2 separate regions of the Xenopus tropicalis genome follow, and region 2 is linked to region 1. A link is a contact called in public Hi-C data. All regions are on one chromosome and are shown on one strand. The core of a region is the stretch at or near the end of the contact, and the rest is flanking DNA. Distances in the headings are between cores, read along the strand shown.

Evidence for each region. Hi-C and Micro-C count contacts between places; a contact is called where the count stands out from the background.
Region 2: a Hi-C map of liver shows a contact between it and region 1, with 9 times the contacts expected there. The contact joins two enhancer-like sites. A contact is called at or near these places in 5 of 5 Hi-C or Micro-C datasets (brain, gastrula embryo, liver and 2 more).

Annotation. Positions count from the first base shown.
Region 1 is chr6:140,415,745-140,421,722 of UCB_Xtro_10.0, reverse strand. All of the region lies in intron 2 of nsmce2 (E3 SUMO-protein ligase NSE2), which reads right to left. Among named protein-coding and RNA genes, the nearest start is that of nsmce2, 5.9 kb to the right of the region's middle. Within about 2 kb of position 3,247, at least 4 of the 11 cell types and tissues checked have an H3K27ac peak or open chromatin away from gene starts, as enhancers often do. A contact at or near this core is called in liver, where this site is marked.
Region 2 is chr6:140,681,784-140,687,761 of UCB_Xtro_10.0, reverse strand. No RefSeq gene overlaps it. Among named protein-coding and RNA genes, the nearest start is that of trib1, 110 kb to the right of the region's middle. Within about 2 kb of position 3,316, at least 4 of the 11 cell types and tissues checked have an H3K27ac peak or open chromatin away from gene starts, as enhancers often do. A contact at or near this core is called in liver, where this site is marked.

The sequences.
Region 1 (5,978 bases), core at 1,998-4,497:
CAGCTATGTTTAGGCTGCCCCCCATCCCAGTGCTTTGGGCCCCCCCCAGGCGCACAGTTTGGAACCCACGTTATTACAGCAAAAGGGCGTTAGCCTCTGCCATGGTCACTAGGGAATAAACAGTGGGAAGATCTGGACCTCTGATAAATAGATATCATACATATGAGGCCTTCCTCTTGATTTGGACGCCTGATTCTAATAAGTGAAACAATAGGGACTGGTGCTTTCCAAGAATGAAGCCAGATGTTTTGGCAGAGAGTCAAGGGAACGGGGAGTTCGGGGAGTTCTTTCCTTGGGGAAGATTGGTCGCCTTTAAAGCAGAGCAGTTTCTGTGAATAATTCTAAAGAGCGGATGGGTAAGTGTATGATGAACAGCACATGACATATGTCCCTCACATGAATCACGCCATAGAGCCACGTTGATTAAATCATGAGCCAGTGATGGGTGGGGAGAAGCCGGAGTCGTGCCACTGACTGGGCTATTCTGTGCTTCTGTTAGGGAACGGGTGGGGGGTAACCGTCTAGTCCAGAAAAACAAGTACAATTCTTCCAACATAATGCTGTGGGGTTTGAATGACATTTATGTAAGGGCTATTTTTATATAACTAAAGGTATAAATGGCCAAAAGTGTGCCCAGGTTGTGCAGACCACCAACATTTGACTCTTCTCCGTGCAGCAGAGGGTCAGGGGGTGGGAAATGCCATAGATCAGATCAGAGGTCCCCAACCTTTTTTTACCTGAGAGCCACAGACAAATTAACAAAGAGTTGGGGGCACAACACAAGGATAAAATAGTTCCTGAGGGTTCTAAATACGGATTATGAATGGGTATTTGGTAGCCCCTATGGGGACTGGCAGCCTACATGAGCTTTGTTTGCTAATACACCTCGTTTTTATACAACAAAATTCAGGAATTCAAAAAAGCCCCTGCTTTGGGGCCACTGGTGGCAACATCCAAGGGGTTGAAGAGCAACATGATGCCCCTGAGCCACTGGATTAGATGCACCTGTCAATCAGCACTATGGGCAGATCACAGTCTGTTCAAGTCAAACAGACAAACTAAAGAGCAGAAAGCATATTGGGCATGGATACAGGTCATAACCATGCTGCATGCTGAGGGTAAACATAAACTGGACAACCCGGGCAATATTCCTGTGCAAGTACGTGCAAATTATGATACTGGCACACACACACCCAACAAATAAACCTACCCTGTAAACAGATTTAGCCAGAAAGCATTTAAATGATGTTGCAAAGCCGCAATTGATCATATAAGGCACAATAAAAATGACACATATATAAAGCTCCTTGCTCCGTTGTTCGGCCCAGTCGGACCAGCACTTTAGAAATATCCAGCACTCACCCAAGCAGAATGTGTGCACTCTATGCCAAGAATGACGCGGGGAGTTCCTGCGTTGGTATTACTAGTGCAAACACACACTCATGATAAATATTTGCAGGGCGCTGAGCCCCATGGGTTGACCCAGTGTGTCACCTCCTGTTTGTTTGTACCAACGCTAAGCACAGTAGAAAACCACAATCCCTTGAGCAAATGTCTTTGAGTCACAGATCCTTCTCAAGGCAACAATTGCAGCATGTTTGAAAAGAAATCATCTTAATTGGAGATGTTCTGAGCTAAATCTGGAAGCCCCAGCTCTGCCCCAATGTGCAATAATACCAATATAGTCTTGTTATAAAGAGCATTGCTCTATAAAGGTCTGAGTCAGGGACCTGGCAAATTTGCCCTTCAGTTGCTTTTATTTCTTTCACTTAACATAGGGGATACATTACCCAGAATGCTTAGGAACTGGGGTTTCCGGATAAGGGATCTAAGTTTAACTTTTACTATGCTATAGAGTGGCCAATTCTACTCAACTTTTCAGTTGGTCTTCATTATTTATTTTTTATAGTTTCTGAATTAGTTGCCTTCTTTTTCTGACTCTTTCCAGCTTTCAAATGGGGGGGGGGGGGGGGGCACTGAACCTGGCAGCCAAAACACTATTGCTCTGTGAGGCTACAGTTTTATTGTTATTGTTACATTTTATAGTTCGTTTTTCTATTCAGGTCCTCCACTATTCATATACTAGTCTCTCACTCAAACCACTCCCTGGTTGCTAAGGCAATTTGGACCACAGCAACCAGCTGCTGAAACTTTAAACTGGAGAGCTGCTGCACAAAAAGTTAAATGACTATATGGAGCTGGTACATGTCTTCTATAATAACCGCAATGGAATTTAGACCCAACCGCCACCGCCACGTTGGACCCTATTACTTACGTATCCCTGCACTCATCTGGCCCCGGTGCCACAGGGGATGCTTGGGTAATTGTATCCAACATGGCAGAAAGGGGCAGAATTTTTATGAAAAATGCACACAGGCCTGGGCCACAAGGTTAGTGATTTGACTTTGGGGGACAACATACAGGCCCCCCCCCCCCCCAAACTGTATGGGCACTCGGTGCTTGTGAGTCTGCACCCAGGATGGCACAGTGCCTGTGAGTGCAGACAATGGCATTGCTTTATGCTTTCTGAATAATGGGTTTCTGCATAACAGATCCCATTCCCATAATCTGAAAAGGGATGTTGCCAATTACTGTTAGTTGTTTTACCCATGAAGAACAACCTAGTAATGTGCACTTGGTCTTTGCAGAGGGTTTCAGGACCAGGCAGACGAGACCCAGGGAGGAAGAGGACTAAGGAACATTCACGTTGGGAAAAGCTTGATGTATAAGGGGTATTCCCAAAAACTCAAAGCCCAGCCCAGTCCAGCAGGTGCTCTAGATTGAAAACTGCTGCCTCCTCTGCACTTTCCTTCACTCTATTCTAGATCAGGGAGGACGTGGGGGAAAGACCTGGTGCAACCTGCACTGAAATCCAGCAAATTCATGGCACTGGAGCACCCTTTATTTCAACAAGTCCCAGGTACCAGGACGACAGATATCCAACTGCAACCCCCAGCATCCAAAGGCCGCCGAGAAGAATGCTGGGAGGGACAAAGGCTGCCCATCCCCAATGTATACACAGAAGATATGTAACAACTAATACAAAATATAACATGCCCACTGTAATTGTATCTATCATGTTTAACTCCAGTGGGGCCCCTTTGATGCTGGGGCCACAGGGCAAATTCCTCTATGCCTCACCCTACAAGCAGCCTTGTGAGATGCTCAGGAAAGTTAATTAAGGACATGTGTTGCCATGAAGGCAGTGTGATTTGGAGCTGAGAGCATTGGCTAATAATGTGAGTCAGCCTCGTACAAAGGAGACTGTTTGCATTGGGATGTGAGGAAGTCCTCTGGCTCTGAGAGAATGTTCTGTACCAAGCGAGACGCCAGCAGCTCCCTGTCATATGATTGATCTAACACTGCCTCGGTGCATTGTGGGCACTGGTGGGAGCTCTGGGCACTTTGCATTGCAAGTAATTGCCCATTCCCAACAATTTCTAGCGACATGGCTACAATAGCAAGCTCCCTCTATATACCACCTTGAATAAAAAGCAACAATAACAATGAAATTGTAACCTTACAGAGCAACAGTTTTATGGCTGCTGGGGTCGGTGACATCCATTGGAAAGGTAAATAATTAAATAGTGAAGACTAATTGCAAGGTTGCTAGGAATGGCACATTCTATAACATACTAAAAGTTAACCCCTTTAAAGGAATTGGGCTAAATTTGCACCTTTCATAACGATACCCTAAATGAGCAGTTTATTGGGCAAAGTATGGGGCCAAAATGAAAGTCTCCAGACATCCAACCGGCTGAATAGACATTTCACTGAGGCCTGTGGATGGATTTGTCAAATCGGACAAAGATCAACTAATAATGCACTTACTTAGTATAATAGGGCACACAGTGTCACATACTTTGGTGCACAAGAACCCTGCCCTGAGCAGGAGGCATTTCCAGGGCTCCCTTTGCCCAACATAGAGACAGGTTAAGGCACTAACAGAGGAAAAATACCCTGGAAGAACTAGGAAACCCAAAATGAGTGCCTCCAAAAACCAAATTAGTAAGGTAATTTTGGCCATTTTAGTACTCACATGTGCAACTAAACACTTTTGGCCATCTATCAACAGTAGGCAAATTTGCCCATGGGCAGTAACCTATGGCAACCAATCAGTGTTGCAATTATTGTTCTACCTGCAGCTGGCTGAAAAAAGCCAATCACTGATTTGTTGCTAAGGGGTTACTGCCCGTGGGCAAATTTGCCCAGTGTTGATAAATGAGCCCCACTGTGTTTCCCACTTTGTCTCTCTAGCGCCACGTGCTGTTCCCGGACCTGATGAACCGATCTCAGCCGGTAAGGGAGATATCATTTATCTAAGGAAAAACCACAAAGCTGTGCTGGTTACAGAAGCAATTCTAACAATCTGTAAGGGGAGTAGCTGCCTCACTAACAGCGATCTGCGGTGTTGGCACATTCTTGCTACGCTCACAAATTTCTCTAATGCTTTCCTCCTAAATGTCTGAGCTCTGACAAAACTATGCGCTGATTTACTGTGACAGCGGCTGAGGATTTGATTGTAATCTTCTGGATTAAACAATGCTGCCACCTAGTGGAAATAGCCAAAAACTGCCCATACTGACTAACTGTCACCTATTAGTTGAAGAGCAGGCACTCAATGAGCAAATCTTCAGGCAAAACTTTTCATTAGAAATAATTTTATTGGATTACCATAATTGCCTTACACGTTTAATGTTCACAGCCACTTAATCATAGGCAAAGGTGTAATAGCACTTATAGGGTATTTAAAGGTGGCTCCCACCAATCATAAGGTACAAATTAATTGTCTCACCAATCATAAAAGAGCTCAAATTAAGGCACAGCCATTCCACCATAATGGTGCCCTCTTAACTCTCGCTCATTCAAAATACAGAAAACTTTATAAGTATAAAACATTAAAAACAATCATGTGATCAACTCAATGAAAGAGATGAAAATGATGCAGTTAAACTGTCTACAGACAATTGCAATTGAAAGATAATTTGTTATTATGAGAAATGGTTGTCAAAAGTAAAATAAAACCAAGTGGATATCTGTTAAGATTCATTTGGTTTCATGGAACATTAAGTCACCTCCTCTCCTACACATAGTAACCCTCTCAATGCCCTGAGCCATGAAAAAATGTAAATCAGAAGAAGAACTTTCTAGAAGTATTAATTGAGAATATGGGGTAGTTGGATTACTTGTAGGTATCAGACATATGTGCCAATTAGCCTATAGCTTAATATGGGGACTAATTCTGGAACTAAGCATTTATAGGGTTAAGTCAGCTGGGAGGCTGCTAGCAGTACGAGCTAATCCTTACTGCCGGTACTCGGCTCCCCATACTTTTAATTGCACAATTGTTGCAAAATCTTTGTACAGCTGCAACTTTCATAGAGAGCAAATTCTCTCCTTCTATACACAGAGGTATCGAACCTGTTACCAGAATGATCAGGACCAGGGCTTTCTGGATAAGGGATCTTTCCATAATTTGGATTTATATACCTTAAATCCAATGGGATTGTTTTGATTTCATTAAGGATGAATTATATCTTAGTTGGGATCAAGTACAGGTACTGTTTTATTATTACAGAGAAAAGGGAATCATTTAACCATTAAATAAACCCAATAGGGCTGTTCTGCCCCCAATAAGGGGTAATTATATCTTAGTTGGGATCAAGTACAGGTACTGTTTTATTATTACAGAGAAAAGGGAATCATTTAACCATTAAATAAACCCAATAGGGCTGTTCTGCCCACAATAAGGGGTAATTATATCTTAGTTGGGATCAAGTACAGGTACTGTTTTATTGTTACAAAGAAAAGGGAATCATTTAACCATTAAATAAACCCAATAGGGCTGTTCTGCCCACAATAAGGGGTAATTATATCTTAGTTAGGATCAAGTACAGGTACTGTTTTATTATTACAGAGAAAAGGGAATCATTTAACCATTAAATAAACCCAATAGGGCTGTTCTGCCCCCAATAAGG
Region 2 (5,978 bases), core at 2,067-4,566, 270 kb before region 1:
TTCACACACAAAACAATGAACCCATGAGTAAACTATGTATTATTCATCTGGTGACACTCCTTTTGGCTTGTGGTTTGTTGTTAGAAAGAATAGTGTGTCTGTGTCCAATAGGGATGCCAAATTGCTTTAAAGGGGAAATATATTGGCTGGTAGGAATATTTCCCAGACAGATATATCGCTGAGCTTTATAGGAATTTAACTAAGAGTATCTGTCAACATTTCTATTCCCAAAGTCTCCTCTCATTACTTTTTAGTAGCTGCTCAGCAGTCTGTGATATTCCCCAAGCCCCAGGCTCTAGCCCTGTTAATCCTAATGTTAGTCCTGTTGTCCTTGGTGACAGGGTCGGACTGGGCCGCCGGGACACCGGGAAAAATCACGGTGGGCCCCAGCGGCCCAGTCCGACCTTTGCTGGCGCTCCCCCTACTGGCTGTTCCTCCCCTGACGCATTAAATTTATACATCGGGTGGGGCCCTGCGGGGGGGTTAGGTAGCCCCTGGGGGGGTAGGGGACACAACTGGCGGGGGCACCTGCAGGGCCCCTGGGGTGGGAGCCCCGATGGGCCCCGCACCCCCCAGTCCGACCCTGCTTGGGGATGTGGCAAATCAATTGTAGCTTCCAAATACCCTAAACATTCTGTACCAATAATCGTGGATTTAGTAGCTGCCAACCAATTACAGGGGCAGTATGTCACCCTTTTTATTCAATAATAGGGCTTGTGGCTATAGTTTTCATCAGGACATATCTATGGCTTTTGTTTTTTCTTGCACTAAACAGGGCAAATGTTGAAACTGAAAGTAAAGTCACATTTTACTTCTGGTTCTTACAAGTACAGTCATAACAAATGGGCAGTCCCCTAAAAGCCCTCTGTATAATGAGTCGCTTATGACAAACCATGACAAATAGCAATGAGGGAAATTGGCATGTTTTGCTTTGCCATAAAATTTGCAAAACAGAGGAAAAATAGCAAAATGGTGAAATTTCATCACGTGCCTCAATGAGTCAAATGCATTGGAGCCAAAGGGCATTTTTCCTTGTGTTTTACTCCTGCTAAATGCATTGGAGTCAATAGGTTTTTCTTGCACCAAATGCATTGACTTCAATGGGTGTTTGTGCCCAATGGGCATTTTCCTTGCATTTATCTCCACTCTTAAGAAATGCAATTTTTTTTTCCGGGCAAAACAAAATGCCAGTGCAGATTCGGAATTTTTTTGACACCCACACAAATGAAAATTTAGCCTTGAATCCATAGTAGGCAAAAGCATTCCCTCATCCCTACTAACAAAGGCTCCAGCTCTGTTTATACAGAGAGCTTCTTAGCTGGTTTGTTTTGATTGTACCAGAAGTACAATGAGACTTTTCTTTCAATTTCAGATTTTGTTTATTGTGAGAAATGACAAAAAACAGGAGGCATAGTGCTCTCTGATGGTCAGGGGCCCGTTTTTGTTAGTAGCAGCACTGGCTACTAACAAACTAACTACTACTATACTAACTGACTCATGACCTGGGCATTGCTGAGAAATGAAAGGTTTTGCACTTAGGTTTTCAAAATATTCAGGTTACATATACTGTTAATAGGAATAAGTTCAGCAAATCCTTGATGGAGTAGGGCCGGGGGGTACTGTGGGCAACCTAACTGCAGCCAGCAGTGCCAGTCAGCAGAAGCAAGGGCCATCAAAGTATTCTGTATTAAAAGGGTAATAGAAATACATGATGAGCGGAGAGGGTAATTGTTCCCCAATACCGGCATCAATAATGCTTAGAAAGGGAAATTATGGATCACAAGGGCATCCCTTGTAATGAGGAGCAAAGAGGTTCTATCTGAAGGTTGGGTGCCTTTTTAACGGGTTACTGAAATTTACTCTTGGTATAAATGGATTCAGGGACTGATTTGATTACCCAGTTATCTATTTGAGCCAGGGAGGACCTGTCTAACATAGGACTTTTCACTTTTGGATCAGCTAGATGCAAGGCACGTTTCACTTGGGCAAATGGTTATCCTGATAGGCAAGTATTTGTGACAAACTGATACAAGGCCTCTAATCCTCACCCTAGCAGAGGGCATCGGTCAAAGTATCATTTTATGGCATTAGATACTTTATGGCAGTGATCCCCAACCATTGGCTCAGGGGCAACATGTTGCTCATGAACCCCTTAGATGTTGTTGCCTGTGGCCTCAAAGCAGATGCAGGCAAGTTATAGTTGCATAAAAAAACAAAACAGAAAGTCTGTAGGCTGCCAGTCCACATAGGGGCTACCAAAAAACTATCACAGCCCTTATTTGGTACATTTATATTAATTCTTGTGTTGCTGCTCAACTCTTTTTACATTTGAATGTGGCTCGCAGGTTAAAAAAGCTTGGGGACCCCTGCCCTTGGAGCTTCTAGTAAAGCTCTTTATAGCTCCCGAAGACAGGTATGTAGCAATAGGCAAGTGAAGCAAACGTGTATGTGTCGATGCATGTATTACATCACCTGTGCATTATGCATTATGACAGATGACAAACGGTGGAATTTCCCCCTCCGATGCTTTTGCCCCCGTTCTCTGCTTGCGAAGATGATGTCTGCGATAAACAAGCAGAACCTTTTCCTGTTTCACCTCTTTGTAAGTCGCACATCCTCGCTAATCGAGTAGATCTTACCTTCTTCCCACCCGAGGAAGGATGTGAGCAGAGCGCAGGAAGCAGTCGTTACAACAAACCTCCCCGCTGCTCTACAACAGAGGCACAACAGTAGCCACAACAGAATATCATTAGCCAGGGATCCCTACGCCCGAGTGATGTGATTCATTTGGGCCAACGTCGCACCTTCTTTGTAATCGTTCTGAGAAAATCAATCCTGTAGAAATATAAAAAAGAAAAGGCGGTTTCCTTGGGCTGAATGGCCCAACACATAATTAATAAGAAATGCTCAGAGCTCTGTGTAATTTAATGGAGTGGCTCACTTTGTGATGAAATGTGCAATTGCAAAAACAAAACAGCATTGGCATTATTTCCCTTGAAATTGATGGAACGGCTTTTAACAAGGTGGTTGGCAGCACCGAGTAATCTGGTATTTGGCAAGGCGGCCAATGTTTGGATATATTGTGCAACGCCGGGGCCTACCTCCCAATACCTCCCAATACAATGCGCCCTGTGCTGGTTATGGATCGGGCCCGGTATTAACGTGGTTAAAGCCCTGGGCTTATCCAAACATAGACATTCATAGTGGCACAGAAAATAGCAATGACACAAACATAAAAGCTGTGCTTGGGCAGCGCCCCAAAGAAAGTAATCCAGGCTCCGCCCCCGACAGCCTCCTCTGTGTTCTTGGCTCGGTGGCTTGCGTGGCTTCCTGTATTACTCAGTGTCCTCACATTCCCTAGCCTTTACACGTGTAATTCATTATTGCGAAAGAGAAAAAAAAGAGCCGGAGGCTTTTCCAACTGCGTCTCTCTCCCAAGCAGCAACTGTCTTATAAGGGTTTCGGGCTCCGGTTCAGACATTCTGTTGGAGCGCCGCTTTGCCAAAAAGAGCATCTCCTGTGGAATTTTTTGCAACCGTAAAAAAGAAAAAGAAAGGGTTTTTATTTCGCTGAAGGGAAAAGCCAAAATGGAAGAGTCTCTCTGTATTTGCCGGATTAGCTGTGGTACAGTGTGCGTGGGAGGGGCGTATAATGCGGGAAATGGGTTGGTTCCGCAGGGGTGGGGCATGCAAAGTGCATTTCGGTGAAAGCAGGCATTAGGGGTGTAACTACAGGGGGTGCAGGGATGGGGGCTACACAGGGGGCTTTAAGGCACTTACTTGCCTGAATAGAGAAGAGAAGAAGTGCAGACCCCTCTCACTTTAAAGAGCAGCTTATTTGTCCCTATCAACCAACTGTAACCATCAGAAAGGCCTGAAAGTGCCAATATGGGGTATGTGGGGCGCAACTGACTTAGGCCTGAAAGCGCCAATATGGGGTATGTGGGGCGCAACTGACTTAGGCCTGAAAGCGCCAATATGGGGTATGTGGGGCGCAACTGACTTAGGCCTGAAAGCGCCAATATGGGGTATGTGGGGCGCAACTGACTTAGGCCTGAAAGTGCCAATATGGGGTATGTGGGGCGCAACTGACTTAGGCCTGAAAGCGCCAATATGGGGTATGTGGGGCGCAACTGACTTAGGCCTGAAAGCCCTAATATGGGGTATGTGGGGCGCAACTGACTTAGGCCTGAAAGCCCTAATATGGGGTATGTGGGGCGCAACTGACTTAGGCCTGAAAGCGCCAATATGGGGTATGTGGGGCGCAACTGACTTAGGCCTGAAAGCGCCAATATGGGGTATGTGGGGCGCAACTGACTTAGGCCTGAAAGCGCCAATATGGGGTATGTGGGGCGCAACTGACTTAGGCCTGAAAGCCCTAATATGGGGTATGTGGGGCGCAACTGACTTAGGCCTGAAAGCGCCAATATGGGGTATGTGGGGCGCAACTGACTTAGGCCTGAAAGCCCTAATATGGGGTATGTGGGGCGCAACTGACTTAGGCCTGAAAGCGCCAATATGGGGTATGTGGGGCGCAACTGACTTAAGCCTGAAAGCGCCAATATGGGGTATGTGGGGCGCAACTGAAAAACATTGGACCCTGTTCTGCCAAATATCCTTCCTTATGATCTAAAATTCATGCAGAGGGAATCGGTTCCTGAGTATTTTATAAGATGACTAATATTCCACCCGCTATTTCATAGAAAGCGGTTTTTCCACAAAAAAGCCAAATTCTTTATATATAATATTCTGTTGATTTTCTGCAGAACATGACGTTGCTCTTGGTGACTTCCTGTTCCCAAATGTCGCTCGGAGCGGGTCGTGGCTCCGACAGATCCCAACGTGACCAGAACAGGAGAACCAACAGCCAGTGATTTCATGCATTTCCTATGAAAAACACATTTATAAATATAACAAAATGCTCTTTCACATGGGAGCAGGATGCACGGTACTTTATGATAATATAATGTAATAATATGCCCATAGCCCTGAGAAGTGCGGAGAGAACTCACCCAACAGGATCTGTATGTGGGAGCCAACTAAGGTTTCATTAGACTGACCATATGGCCAGTACGTAAATATTCTATTATCTCACAGCGGTTGTTCTTATTGGACGAAGGCAGATGAAACAAACTGGCACAAACTGCAATGAAAGGGTTAGTATTGTAAAAATGTATAGTATCTGTTTCTGCCTTAAAACAATGTACATGATTTATATAATGAACAACGTACCCCCTATTGTAAAATATAAGGATATATATCCATGACCATATAACAGTACAAGGCCACAGGTGCTAGAACTCCTGGGTGACTTCTAATATCCTCATATTTTTAACGGGGGGTACTTTATTTATTATAATATACAAGTTTCAGTAAGTCATGTGACAGAAATGAAATCACTAAGCGCCATTATAACCACATTAATGTAAGGCTTTACCAAATTCTTTATTCCCACCATTATATTGCAGCAGTCCCACCATTATATTGCAGCAGTCCCACCATTATATTGCAGCAGACCCACCATTATATTGCAGCAGTCCCACCATTATATTGCAGCAGTCCCACCATTATATTGCAGCAGTCCCACCATTATATTGCAGCAGACCCACCATTATATTGCAGCAGTCCCACCATTATATTGCAGCAGTCCCACCATTATATTGCAGCAGTCCCACCATTATATTGCAGCAGACCCACCATTATATTGCAGCAGTCCCACCATTATATTGCAGCAGTCCCACCATTATATTGCAGCAGTCCCACCATTATATTGCAGCAGACCCACCATTATATTGCAGCAGTCCCACCATTATATTGCAGCAGTCCCACCATTATATTGCAGCAGACCCACCATTATATTGCAGCAGTCCCACCATTATATTGCAGTAGTCCCACCATTATATTGCAGTAGACCCACCATTATATTGCAGCAGTCCCACCATTATATTGCAGCAGACCCACCATTATATTGCAGCAGTC